Linked DNA regions of Sus scrofa: regions 2 and 3 are each linked to region 1. The links are chromatin contacts, called in public HiChIP or PLAC-seq maps. All regions are on one chromosome and are shown on one strand. Each heading gives the region's core, a stretch centred on a gene start, on an enhancer-like site or on the middle of the called end of the contact. The rest is flanking DNA. Distances are from core to core; before and after follow the strand shown. Region 1 overlaps CDKL3 (cyclin-dependent kinase-like 3). Region 2 overlaps SEC24A (SEC24 homolog A, COPII coat complex component). Region 3 holds the start of PCBD2 (pterin-4-alpha-carbinolamine dehydratase 2).

Region 1 (3,902 bases), core at 995-3,494:
GATTTTGGATGTATCTATTCCAGGAAGTGGAAAAAGAGAAAAAGCCCAAGGAGATCAAAGTGAGAGTTATTAAAGTTAGAGGAGGAAAAGGAGATGTCTTAGAACCAAAGAAGACAGAGCATGAAGGTGCACATTGTCAACAGGATGCGGTTGAAATTGCTCACACTGTGTCTCAAGATGCAAACATCAGTGATCCACTAAATCCTCTCAATCCCAGCACTAACTCTACGGGCATGAAAGACGATCCACATGCTGGAGGTAGTATGGTGATGCCACCCATCAATCTAACCAGCAGTAATTTGATGGCTTCAAATCCCAGTTCAAATCCCTCCCACTCTCATTCAAGGTAGGTTCTAACAGAAAAGAAACAGAAGGAAATGGACCTAATACAGTGTTCTTATATAATGGATTTCAAAGAATCAAGTTTGTAGTGTCTGTATATAAACTGAATTTGAAGGTATACTGAAATTGTAATCATACAATGGGCCATTACTAAGTGTGTGTTATGAATGCTATAGAAGAAATTAACTTTGTTTGGCTATGTGCTTAGTGTTTCACTAATGCTGTTTGGAAAAACGTGATTTAAAAAAAGACCCTCAGAAAAATCACTTCCCATTTGAAGAGAAAAATGTAATATTACCTCAGTTTTGGTGCTGATGTGCCATCATGTAACAAAGTAAGCTTTATTTTTATATCAATAGCAAATAGCCTAAATGGAGAAAGGATAATTGAAAATAATCTTGTATAGTCAAAGAGCTTTTCAAGGTCAAATATTTGGGAAGAAAACAAACATATTGGACAAATTTTAGATTTAGATTGAGTGACTGGTCCCATTTATCTGATTGATTAATCAAAGGTATTGTGATGGATAGCTTGGGTCTGTCTAGCAAGGCATCAGGGTTAGTTCTAAATTTAAGGAAACTATGACTCTCCATGGGGAAGGAGGTTAGGTTTGATATCCTAAGCCAGTCCTAGCAGACTGGTGTGGGTTATAAGCTGTGAAGCTTAGTGGTCTCTCGAGGTGGCAAGGGGACATGTCTGTCTCAGTCCAAAGGTGCAACAGGCTATAGACAGCAAGTGGACAGTCTTTCTGGACTGAACCAAACCATGATCACAGTAACCACAGTTATAAACTAGCCTTGGTCAGAGAGCTCAGAAATTCATGAACCGTAGTGAAGAAATCCAGGTTCAGAACAGACAGAAGGGACCAAGCAGGCCAGCTGGAGTAACCCTCCAACATGGTTGTCACCGCAGATGTTAGCCATGAATGAGTGTGCTCTGCTCTGTTTTCACCTCTTTAACTTAGAGCCATTAGTGCTGAAAGACTGACCATTGCATTTCGGCGCTCATTGCTCCAACAGTAGACTATTGTGGAATAACTTACCATTATTGAAGCTAAAGCAGAAGCACTTCCGGGGAGTTCTAATAACTTCTTATTTGTTTTTGAATAATAGGTTAAGTGAAAGAGCAAAAAAGAGGCGTACTTCTTCACAATTTGTTGGACAAGTTATGTCTAATAGCAAGCATGAGAATACAGGTCCCTCTCAAGTAAGGCAAGAAGCTTATCATTAAAATATACTCTCAACATTATCCCCGACCCCACCCTCACTTCTTGTCCTTTTCTCTATCTATGGGGCTCTAACTTTTTAAAAATCTTTTGTTTCCTAACATTTTAAAATTTTTTCCTTTTTTTTTTTTTTTTTTTTTTTTTTTTTTTTGTCTTTTTGCCATTTCTTGGGCCGCTCTCGAGGCATATGGAGGTTCCCAGGCTAGGGGTCCAATCGGAACTGTAGCTGCCAGCCTACGCCAGAGCCACAACAATGCAGGATCCGAGCCGCGTCTGCAACCCACACCACAGCTCACGGCAACGCCGGATCGTCAACCCACTAAGCAAGGGCAGGGACCGAAGCCCCAACCTCATGGTTCCTAGTCGGATTCGTTAACCACTGCGCCACGACGGGAACTCCTAAAAAATTTTGCTATTAGTTTATTTTCCCTCTGAGGTAAAAAAAATACGTCAGCATTTCCTTAGTGATTTTTTTAAAGTATCTATTCCTTAGTGATTTCATAATTTTAATTAGTTTCTTATAACTTGCTTTGAATCTTTAATGTGTGATTTTGGGGGAAAAAGTTAAGGTTTTACCTTTAAAAGTCACAGGACTTTTGGAGTTCTCTTGTGGTACAGCAGGTTAAGGATCCAACATAGTCACTGCAGCAGCTTGGGTCACTGCTGTGACGCAGCTCCGGGATCTTCCACATGCTGTGGGTGTGGCCAAAAAAAAAAAAAAAGAGTCACAAGACTTTCTGGTTTTTTACTTCCCAAAAATGATTTTAATATCTTTATACATTAAAGAAATTGCCACTGAATCTTTGTTATACAGCAGAAATTATTACATTGTGAATCTATGCTTTCAATAACTTACCCCCCCCAAAAAAAAAGCAGTTGCCAAATAGATACCTCTTACTTCTCACTAGATAAAATAATCAATGTAGTGACTTCTCTGCCAGGATCCAGCATTGTCACTGCTATGGCTTGGGCTGCAGCCGTGATATGAGCATGATCCCTGGCCCAGGCACTTCCATATGCTGCAGGTGTGGCCAAAAAAAAAAGGAAAAAATAATCGATGTAGTCCATTTCCTTTTTTTTCACATAGGAAAATAGGTTAATTAAAAATCGAAACAGTGTTGGAGTTCCCATCGTGGCACAGCGGAAACGAATCCAACCAGGAACCATGAGGTTGTGGGTTCGATCCCTGGCCTCGCTCAGTGGGTTAAGGATCCAGCATTGCTATGGGCTGTGGTGTAGGTTGAAGATGCGGCTCAGATGCCGCATTGCTGTGGCTGTGGCTGTGGCGTAGGCCGGCAGCTATAGCTCTGATGAGACTCCCTAGCCTGGGAACCTCCACGTGCCGCTAGTGCAGCCCTAAAAAGAAAAAAAAAAAAAAAAATGAAAGTGTTATTTGCAATAATAAAGTCTTGAAAACAACACAAATCCATCCAAGAGCAAGTGACGGGTTATCTCCGTTAAGAATATATCCACACAGTGGGTACTACACATTGGGTTGTGAAAGTGTTCATTAACCTAGGAAAGTTTCTGTCACCTCTGGTTAAATGAGCAAAAACAGGTAACACAAAAGTTTTTCCAGAATGCTGGGCTCACAAGTAATTTTTCCCTTTGGGTTTTCCTAGTGTCCAGAGCACGTCGTTTTTGTTTTTTGTTTTTTTCTTTTTTTGACTGCACCTGCGGCATATGGAAATTCCCCGGGCCAGGGGTCAAATGGCAGCTGCAGCTCCAGGCCTACACCATAGCCACAGCAGCACCACATCTGAGCCACATCTGAGACCTACACTGTGGCTTGTGGCAATGCCTTAACTCACTGAGTGAGGCCAGAGATCGACCCCTCATCCTCTTGTCAGCTATGTCAGGTTCTTAACCTGCTGAGCCCCATTGGGAACTCCTCAGAGCATATCATTTTGTAGATAGAAACATAAGTTATTCATAAAATGAACTGAAGCCATTTGTCCAAAGTCAGAATGAATAGGATCAAAAATTAAAAAGCTGAAGGGCATTCCCTGATGGTTTAGTGATTAGAATTTAGCACTTTCACCACTGCAGCCTGGGTTCAATCCCTGGTCTGTTAACTGAGATCCCACATGAAGTGACTGCATGCCATGGCGAAAAATAAATAAATACATAAAAGTTGAGATTGTGGTTCTCATGATCAAGACTATTCTGGAAGAGGGGTGGTTTCCTGTTATGGCTCAGTGGGTTAAGAACCTGATGTCTCTTCGAGGATGCAGTTTCAATCCCTGACCTCGTTCAGTGAATTAAGGATCCAGCATTGCCACAGGCTCAGGGGTAGGTTGCAGATTTGGCTTGGATCCAATGTTGCCGTGGCTGT
Region 2 (3,504 bases), core at 656-3,155, 320 kb before region 1:
AGCTGCCAGCCTACACCAGAGCCACAGAAACACAGGATCTGAGCCGCATGTGCAATCTATACCACAGCTCACGGCAACACCGGATCCTTAACCCACTGAGCAAGAACCCACAACCTCATGGTTCCTAGCTGAATTCGTTAACCACTGAGCCACAACGGGAACTCCCTAAAAACACATTCTTGAGACAGTGAGGAACAAAAACAGCTGAACTGGGTATTAGATCACAGTATGGAATTATTCCTAATTTTGTTTGATGTGATACTCATTTTAGGCCTAAAAACAATTCCAAGTATTTTTAGGTAAAATGACGTGCTAATTGAGATTTACACTAAAATACTCTAGTGGAAAAAGTGGGAAGTAGAGGCAAGATCAGATGAAGCAAGAATAGCTGAATGCTAAAAATACTGAAGTTGAGGGATGGGTACCTGGAAATTCATTGCACTCTTTCTGTTTACTATGTTTGAAATTTTTCCATAGCAGAAAGTTAAAATAATATTTCTCAGAGACAGTGAGGTATAAAGTTAACCAGTGATTTAAGTGATCTTTTAGAACTTAATTGCATGTTTTTTTTAAAAGTCTATTTTGAAACTGCTTGTTCATTTTACAAAAACTTAGCTTCTAATTTAACTTGTATTAAGATACTTACAAATCCAGATTGTCTAACAAACTCTGGCAAACTGAATTCAAGTATCCAGTTTCAACTGCATTGTGAGACACGTCAAATACAAAGAGGTACACTGGAGGCTGAGGTGGCCGTAACTGTAGGAAGAAAATGATCACATTAAACACAGTTAATGGGATTAAATTTAAACTTACTATCTGTCACGTCTACACACAGCAAAACAGGTACGGCTGGAGTTCCCACTGTGGCGCAGCGGAAACGAATACAACTAGGAACCAAGAGGTTGGGGGTTCGATCCCTGGCCTTGCTCAGTGGGTTAAGGATCTGGCATTGCCGTGAGCTGTGGTGTAGGTTGCAGACGCGGCTCGGATCCTGCATTGCTGTGGCTGTGGCTTAGGCCAGCGGTTACGGCTCTGATTAGACCCCTAGCCTGGGAACCTCCATATGCCACGGGATTAGCCCTAGAAAAGGTAAATAAAGACGAAAAAACAAGAAACAAAAAAAACAGGTACTGTTTACAAATTAAGTGGAGACAGTAATAATAACAGATTAAGAAAATAATATAGAAAGTAGTTTAAAATTAAGCAAAACTATATTATTTTCAGATGCATACTTAGAAAAAGATAAATGAGAATATGACTGTCATAGGTCAGAAGAGCGTTTTTTCTAGGACAGGAAGGGAAAGAATTATGATCAGAAAAAGGTTTTTGGGAGCATCAGCAATGTCCAGTTTCTTGACCTGGGTGATGCTAACACAGGTGTTAGCATTATGTGGCAACCTACATATTTATGTTTTATGTACACATTATATTTCACAATTTAAGGAAATTACAGTTCTGAAAATGACAAATCAAGTTAGCCTGAACATATTTTTTTTTCATTTTGGCTACCTCCGGCATACACAATTCCCGGGACAAGGATCAGATCCAAGCCACAGATTGCGGGTTCGATCCTTGGCTTTGCTCAGTGGATTAAGGATCCGGCGTTGGGGTGAGCTGTGGTGTAGGTCGCAGACGCAGCTCAGATCCCGCACTGCTGTGGCTACAGCCCTGATTAGACCCCTAGCCTGGGAACCTCCATATGCCATGGGAGCGGCCCTAGAAAAGGTAAAAAGACCCCCCAAAAAAAGAAAAAAGAAAAGAAAAATTAAAAAAGAAGAAAACTGGAAGTGACCTGAAAATAAATAGGATCCAAATATTTTTTTGGCCACACACAATACGTGGAAGTTAGCAGGCCAGGGGTCAGATCTGCACCACAGCAATGGCCTGAGTCACAGTGGTGACAATGCCAGATCCTTAACCACTAGGCCACCAGGGAATTCCTTTGCAATACTATATTGCAAATTTCAAAATAGATGCACAAAAAACATTAAGTGGAACTTCACATACATCTTTAACTTTTTTTCTTTTTCTGTCTTTTTAGGGCTGCACCCACAGCGTATAGAGGTTCCCAGGCTAGAGGTCCAACAGGAGCTAGAGCCACTGGCCTGAGCCACAGCCACAGCAACACTGGATCTGAGCCGAGTCTGTGACTTACACCACAGCTCACAGCAACGCCAGAACCTTAACCCACTGAGCAAGGCCAGGGATCAAACCCGACTCCTCATGGATGCTACTCCGGTTCACTAACTGCTGAGCCACAACAGGAACTCCTACACTTTTACTTTTTGGCCACACCTGCAGTCTATGGAAGTTTCTAGGCCAGGGGTTGAATCTGAGCCACAGCTGCGGCAACTCAGGATTCTTAGTCCCCTGTGCCACAGCAGGAACTCCCCACTTTAACTTTCCAAACTTACCCTTTCATACTTTTATAATGAACAAGGATAACTTTTATGCGTTTAAAAATACAAAATTTTGTTAAAGGAGACTATATTGTTTTATATGAAACCCTGTATTAAGAAATATTTATGTTATTAAAAAATGAAAGTTTACCATGTATTCTGAAGGAGCCATAAACTCAATAGTAGCATTCTGAACTTCAGGTCTTCTGTGAGGTTCTCCATAGACTCTGGTCAAAGGGTTGTACATGAATTCTTCAGGAACTATGCAAGTGAACAAAAAATAATGAGAAAACTGAAAGGATTGAGTTTAATACAGTTTGCATTTAGCTATTTTCTTAATTTAGGGATTTATAAATAATTCAATATAGACTAAATATTAGGAGCTAAAACACTTTGTTTTTGAGTTCCATTCAATTCATCTCCATACTGAATGGCACTAAGTATGTTTTGCTCTTACAACCACAATCACTATGATTTTCCTTTCCCTATCTTCTAATATTCTCTTTCTCTTAATTCTTAGAAAACAGTTTTCCTGAAACAGTTTGAAAGGATGATGAAAACTCTTTAAATCCAATTATTTTCCCAAATGCAAGACTACATTTTGTCTTAAATTTCACAAGAGTACAAGGATATTAACATTTGATGTATGAAAGGTATACAGACTCTGGTTGCCCCTAGAAAGCTACTGCAGAAACACTTCAAAGGTTAAAGCCTAAGGGTGTGGTGAGATTCAATAACTGGTAAGACCTCTACTGAACATCAGTTGCTTAATGCTCATAAAACACTGGTGCGCATAGAATATTTCTAACTTAGTTACCACAGCAGCTGTCTTCCTGGTTAGTGACCATTTAAAAATTCACATTGCTATATATGCTAAAGGTTATGCTATAGTTCATGAAATGGTCTGGGGTACACATGAAAGTGACTTCAATGTTTATTATAATTTAACTTCACACGTTGAAGCACATACACCTAAGATTTTAAAGTATACTAAACACTATACATATACATATATTTCTGAATTATTTATTTATTTTGTCTTTTTGCCATTTCTTGGGCCGCTCCTGCGGCATATGGAGGTTCCCAGGCTAGGGGTCAAATC
Region 3 (3,746 bases), core at 1,174-3,673, 490 kb before region 1:
AACACTTAAATATTACGCACGTAAAAAAGAATGAAATAACACCATCTGCATCAACATGACTGGACCTAGAGATTAGCATATGAAGTGCAGCTACAGTGAAAGGAAAACATGATATGTCACTGACATATGGCATCTAAAAAATGTATATAAATGAACTTATTTGCAGAACAGAAACAGACTCACAGACTTCGAAAAACGTATGATTATCAAAGGGGGCAGGTGGGGCAGGGGAGGGACAGATGGGGGTTTGGGACTGGCCCATGTACACTGAGGTATATGGGATGACGGACTCACAGGGACCTGCTGTTCAGCACAGGGACCTCTACGCAATAGTTTGCGATCATCGACGTGGGGAAAGAATCTGAGAGAGAATGGACTCGAGTGTGGGTCTGACTGGATCACTGCGCTGTACACCAGGCATGATCCCAACATTGCCAATCAACTAAACGTCCACGAAACTCCAAAAAAAGGGAAAAAATACACTATTCAGAACCAAAGTATTCATTAGTTTCACAGCAATAGCTCTGAAAATTTTCACACGCAGACCCCCTCTAGGAAATAATCTAAAATTGTAACTGAATATTTAAATATTTTAGGTCAATGCAGAGTCGTTTTGGAAAAGAAAGGGAATTATTATTGAATAGCTGCAAAAGAAAACTCTCAACCATGCTGTGGGTAACGCAGCAGTCGCCTGGGGTCTGCGGAGCCCACCCTGAGCCGATTTTTTCTGCTCGCTCCACCACCCACAGCCCAGTGAGGTCGGTGACATGCACTCTGCGCTCACCACAGCCACAGGGATCAGGTCTGGGGCTGAAATGGAGTCATGTCACCTACGTAACACAAACGGTTCTCTTGGGGACATACCCTCTGTAGAACCCTTTGCGGTGGACTTGAATTTTTTTTCCCCCTTTGGGAGGGATGGAGAAAGCACAGGATCTGAAGAGTAATCTTTTTCTTTTCTTTTTTTTTTTTTTTAAGGGCCGCACCCAAGGCATATGGAGGTTCCCAGGCTAGGGGTCAAATGGGAGCTATAGCCGCCAGCCTACACCACAGCCACAGCAATGCCAGATCCGAGCCACGTCTTTGACCTACACCACAGTTCACAGCAAAGCCAGATCCTTACCCACTGAGGAGGTGAGGGATCCCACCTGCCTCCTCGTGGATACTAGTCAGATTCGTTTCCTTTGAGCCAAACTGGAACTCCTGGAGAGTCATCTTGATTCGAAATCTAGCTTTGTTACTTCCAGCTGTGGGTGCTGAATAAATCACTTCGCCTCTCTGATGAGCAGCGCTCTACAGTGGGGATATTACCACAGCCACCTGCCAAAATTCCTGAAAGGCTTAAAAGAGCTCTTGAGTGTGAAGGCACCCAACAGAGAGCCCGGCACGTGGCAACCACTCCAATCCCGTCCGTTTATTCATTCCTCTCCAAACCCCACAGTTTTACTGGATCACCAAGCACCCTAGGTAGAGGCATGCCTTGGGACACGCCTAGGTGACAGTGAGCACTCCACCTGCGTCCTCGCCTTAGTGGCCAAGAAGCAGAGTGCCCATCTTTCCCATCATCGAGTTATTTTTAATTTCTTCTATTAAAGGATTTCAAACTGCCAAATGGGCCCCCACAAGCAATTAAAGAAAATGAAAAGGTGAGTTTCACGCAACTTTTTCCCACTAGGTGGTGCTGCAAGTTAAAACTTTCCCTCCAGTTAATTTACCCCCCAATCTGTTAATTTCCAAAGCAGGGAAACTGACAGGATGCCCCTCAGAAAAGGAATTAAGAGGCAATGTGCCACCAAAAAGGTAATTCAATAGTAATTCCTTTAAAAAAAATTAACACCAAGAGAAATGAATTCGTTCCACATTCAGTCCCGCTGTTTACAGCGAGCGAGCCGAGAGCGAGACGGCGCCCGCTCTCTCCGAGCGCACAGTCTAGAGGACCGAACGGCAACTGGAGTCTCATCAAGAAACCCTAATGGTGAAATACTTTCGCAACTGCTTTTCATGTTTACTTTTTTCTTTTCTAATGAAAGTCGGCCTCGGTTGTTTTCCGGTTGGCAATTTGGTAGACGACGACGGGATTTTTAAGCCAAAGGAAAACTAAGATGCTGCGGCCACCCATGTCTCGGACCAGCGCTTCCGACCGTGCCGGGTACCCGAATGTGACTCCCCAAAGTCCGAGCCCGAAGGCCGGGCCCGCTTCGGGGTCGGCTCGGGTCCCTCCGCCCCTCGGCCGGCACGGCGGCGCCTCGCCCTCCCGCGACCCCGCGGGCTCTCCGCACTCACCATAGCTGCGAGGCTCTGGCGTCGACCCCGCAGCGCCGCGAACCAGCCCCGCGTCGCCCCGCGCACCCCCAGCGCAGCCGCCATAGCCTCCGGCCCAGGGCTGCCCGGCGCGCTGCCTGCCCGCCGCCCCGGCCGCCGCTCCGCGGGCCGGCCCGGAGCCAGGAGCCGCGGGGGCAGCTCCCGCCCAGCCCGGCCCCGCCGCGCAGGCCCAGGCGCGGTCCGGCCCCGGAAGGCCCCCGGAAGCTTCGATGGCCGGCAGCTCTGCCGGCAGCCGGGAGGGCGCGGGGCCGCAGGCCCCCGCAGGCCCCCGCAGCCCCGGGCGCTGTCAGACCCCGCTCCGCTGGCCTTTCGAGTCGTGCCCAGGTGCCGCGTTTCCTGCCTGTGCCGGGGAGGCAGGCGGGCTGGCGCTGAGCGTGCACTGCACGTTCTCTGTCTTCGGCGTCTGGGGCTGGGGGTGTCGCAGCCTCGCTGACGGCCTGACTGCCCTGGGCTCCTTCTGGGCGATGGAGCGAACAGATGGCGCGGGCAGGAGGATGGCGCAGGCAGGGGCAGAGGAGCTGTGGGGTGGGCGGGGTAAGGGGTTCTGGGGGACCGCTCCACTCTGTTCGCAGTTGGGGAGCAGTGAACCCTAGTGATCCAGGTCGGGCCCTTATAAGTCAGGGAGCTGCAGGTTCGAATGTAAGCTCTGCTCTGTCACTATTTCGTTGCCAAGATCCTGGGCACACTGGCCCATCTGTCTGTCCGGATGAAATACTTGGGAAAGTCAGGCTCAAGGTGCTCTGTAAAGGGCTGCAGGCGCACAGTGCACGGTAGAGACGCCGGAGATACACGTGGATAGACTTTTTTATATCTTTTTTCTTTTTACAAACTAGGTATTCTTTTACATGTGTATTAGTATCTTAATTCTCTTATCATTCCTTTTTTTTTTTTTTTTTTTTTTTTTTGCCTTTTTCCTTGCGATGTAAATCACTTGCCGTAAGGTTCACCCTCTAAAATGTACAATTCGGGAGTTCTTCTCCTGCCTCAGGTGTAACTAACCCAACTGGTATCCATGAGGATGAGGACTCGGGTTTGATCCCTGACCTCTCCTGGCCAGCGGGTGAAGGATCTGGGATTGCTGTGAGCTGTGGTGTAGGTGACACATGGGTCTCAGATCCCACAGTACTGTGGCTGTGGTGTAGGCTGGGAGTTACAGCTCCTACTGGACCCCTAGCCTGGGAACTCGCATGTGCCACAGGTGCGGCCCTAAAAAATAAATAAAATGTACAATTCAGTGGTTTTCAGTATACTCACTTGTAACTTCTTTTTAACTAGTTTTTTTTTTAACCTAAAATAATCTGAAATACGGACTTATGACCTAATCCCTCTTCTTCCCTTTTTGGCCACTTGATGAAAACACAACAGAGGAATCTTTCTACAGACCGTAATCAAATGTCACTGGTCTCGAGGGTCTGAGACATTTG

Evidence for each region. HiChIP or PLAC-seq counts read pairs in DNA pulled down with a chosen protein or histone mark.
Region 2: a contact with region 1 is called in an H3K27ac HiChIP or PLAC-seq map of alveolar macrophages. The contact joins two enhancer-like sites. A contact is called at or near these places in 2 of 47 Hi-C or Micro-C datasets (blood and epiblast stem cells) and 1 of 2 datasets of contacts at active chromatin or transcription factors (alveolar macrophages).
Region 3: a contact with region 1 is called in an H3K27ac HiChIP or PLAC-seq map of alveolar macrophages. The contact joins the promoter of PCBD2 here to the enhancer-like site in region 1. A contact is called at or near these places in 1 of 5 promoter capture datasets (liver), 7 of 47 Hi-C or Micro-C datasets (alveolar macrophages, blood, embryonic fibroblasts and 4 more) and 2 of 2 datasets of contacts at active chromatin or transcription factors (alveolar macrophages and skeletal muscle).

The regions. Positions count from the first base shown.
Region 1 is chr2:136,592,718-136,596,619 of Sscrofa11.1, reverse strand. CDKL3 (cyclin-dependent kinase-like 3) reads left to right here. Exons shown (of 13, transcript XM_021084762.1): 9 at 24-346; 10 at 1,455-1,548. Among named protein-coding and RNA genes, the nearest start is that of CDKL3, 54 kb to the left of the region's middle. Within about 2 kb of position 2,244, at least 3 of the 83 cell types and tissues checked have an H3K27ac peak or open chromatin away from gene starts, as enhancers often do. A contact at or near this core is called in alveolar macrophages, where this site is marked.
Region 2 is chr2:136,913,157-136,916,660 of Sscrofa11.1, reverse strand. SEC24A (SEC24 homolog A, COPII coat complex component) reads right to left here. Exons shown (of 23, transcript NM_001243924.1): 9 at 2,554-2,663; 10 at 647-759. Among named protein-coding and RNA genes, the nearest start is that of SEC24A, 31 kb to the right of the region's middle. Within about 2 kb of position 1,905, at least 3 of the 83 cell types and tissues checked have an H3K27ac peak or open chromatin away from gene starts, as enhancers often do. A contact at or near this core is called in alveolar macrophages, where this site is marked.
Region 3 is chr2:137,081,597-137,085,342 of Sscrofa11.1, reverse strand. PCBD2 (pterin-4-alpha-carbinolamine dehydratase 2) reads right to left here and starts at 2,423. Exons shown (of 4, transcript XM_021084778.1): 1 at 2,284-2,423. The coding sequence starts at 2,367.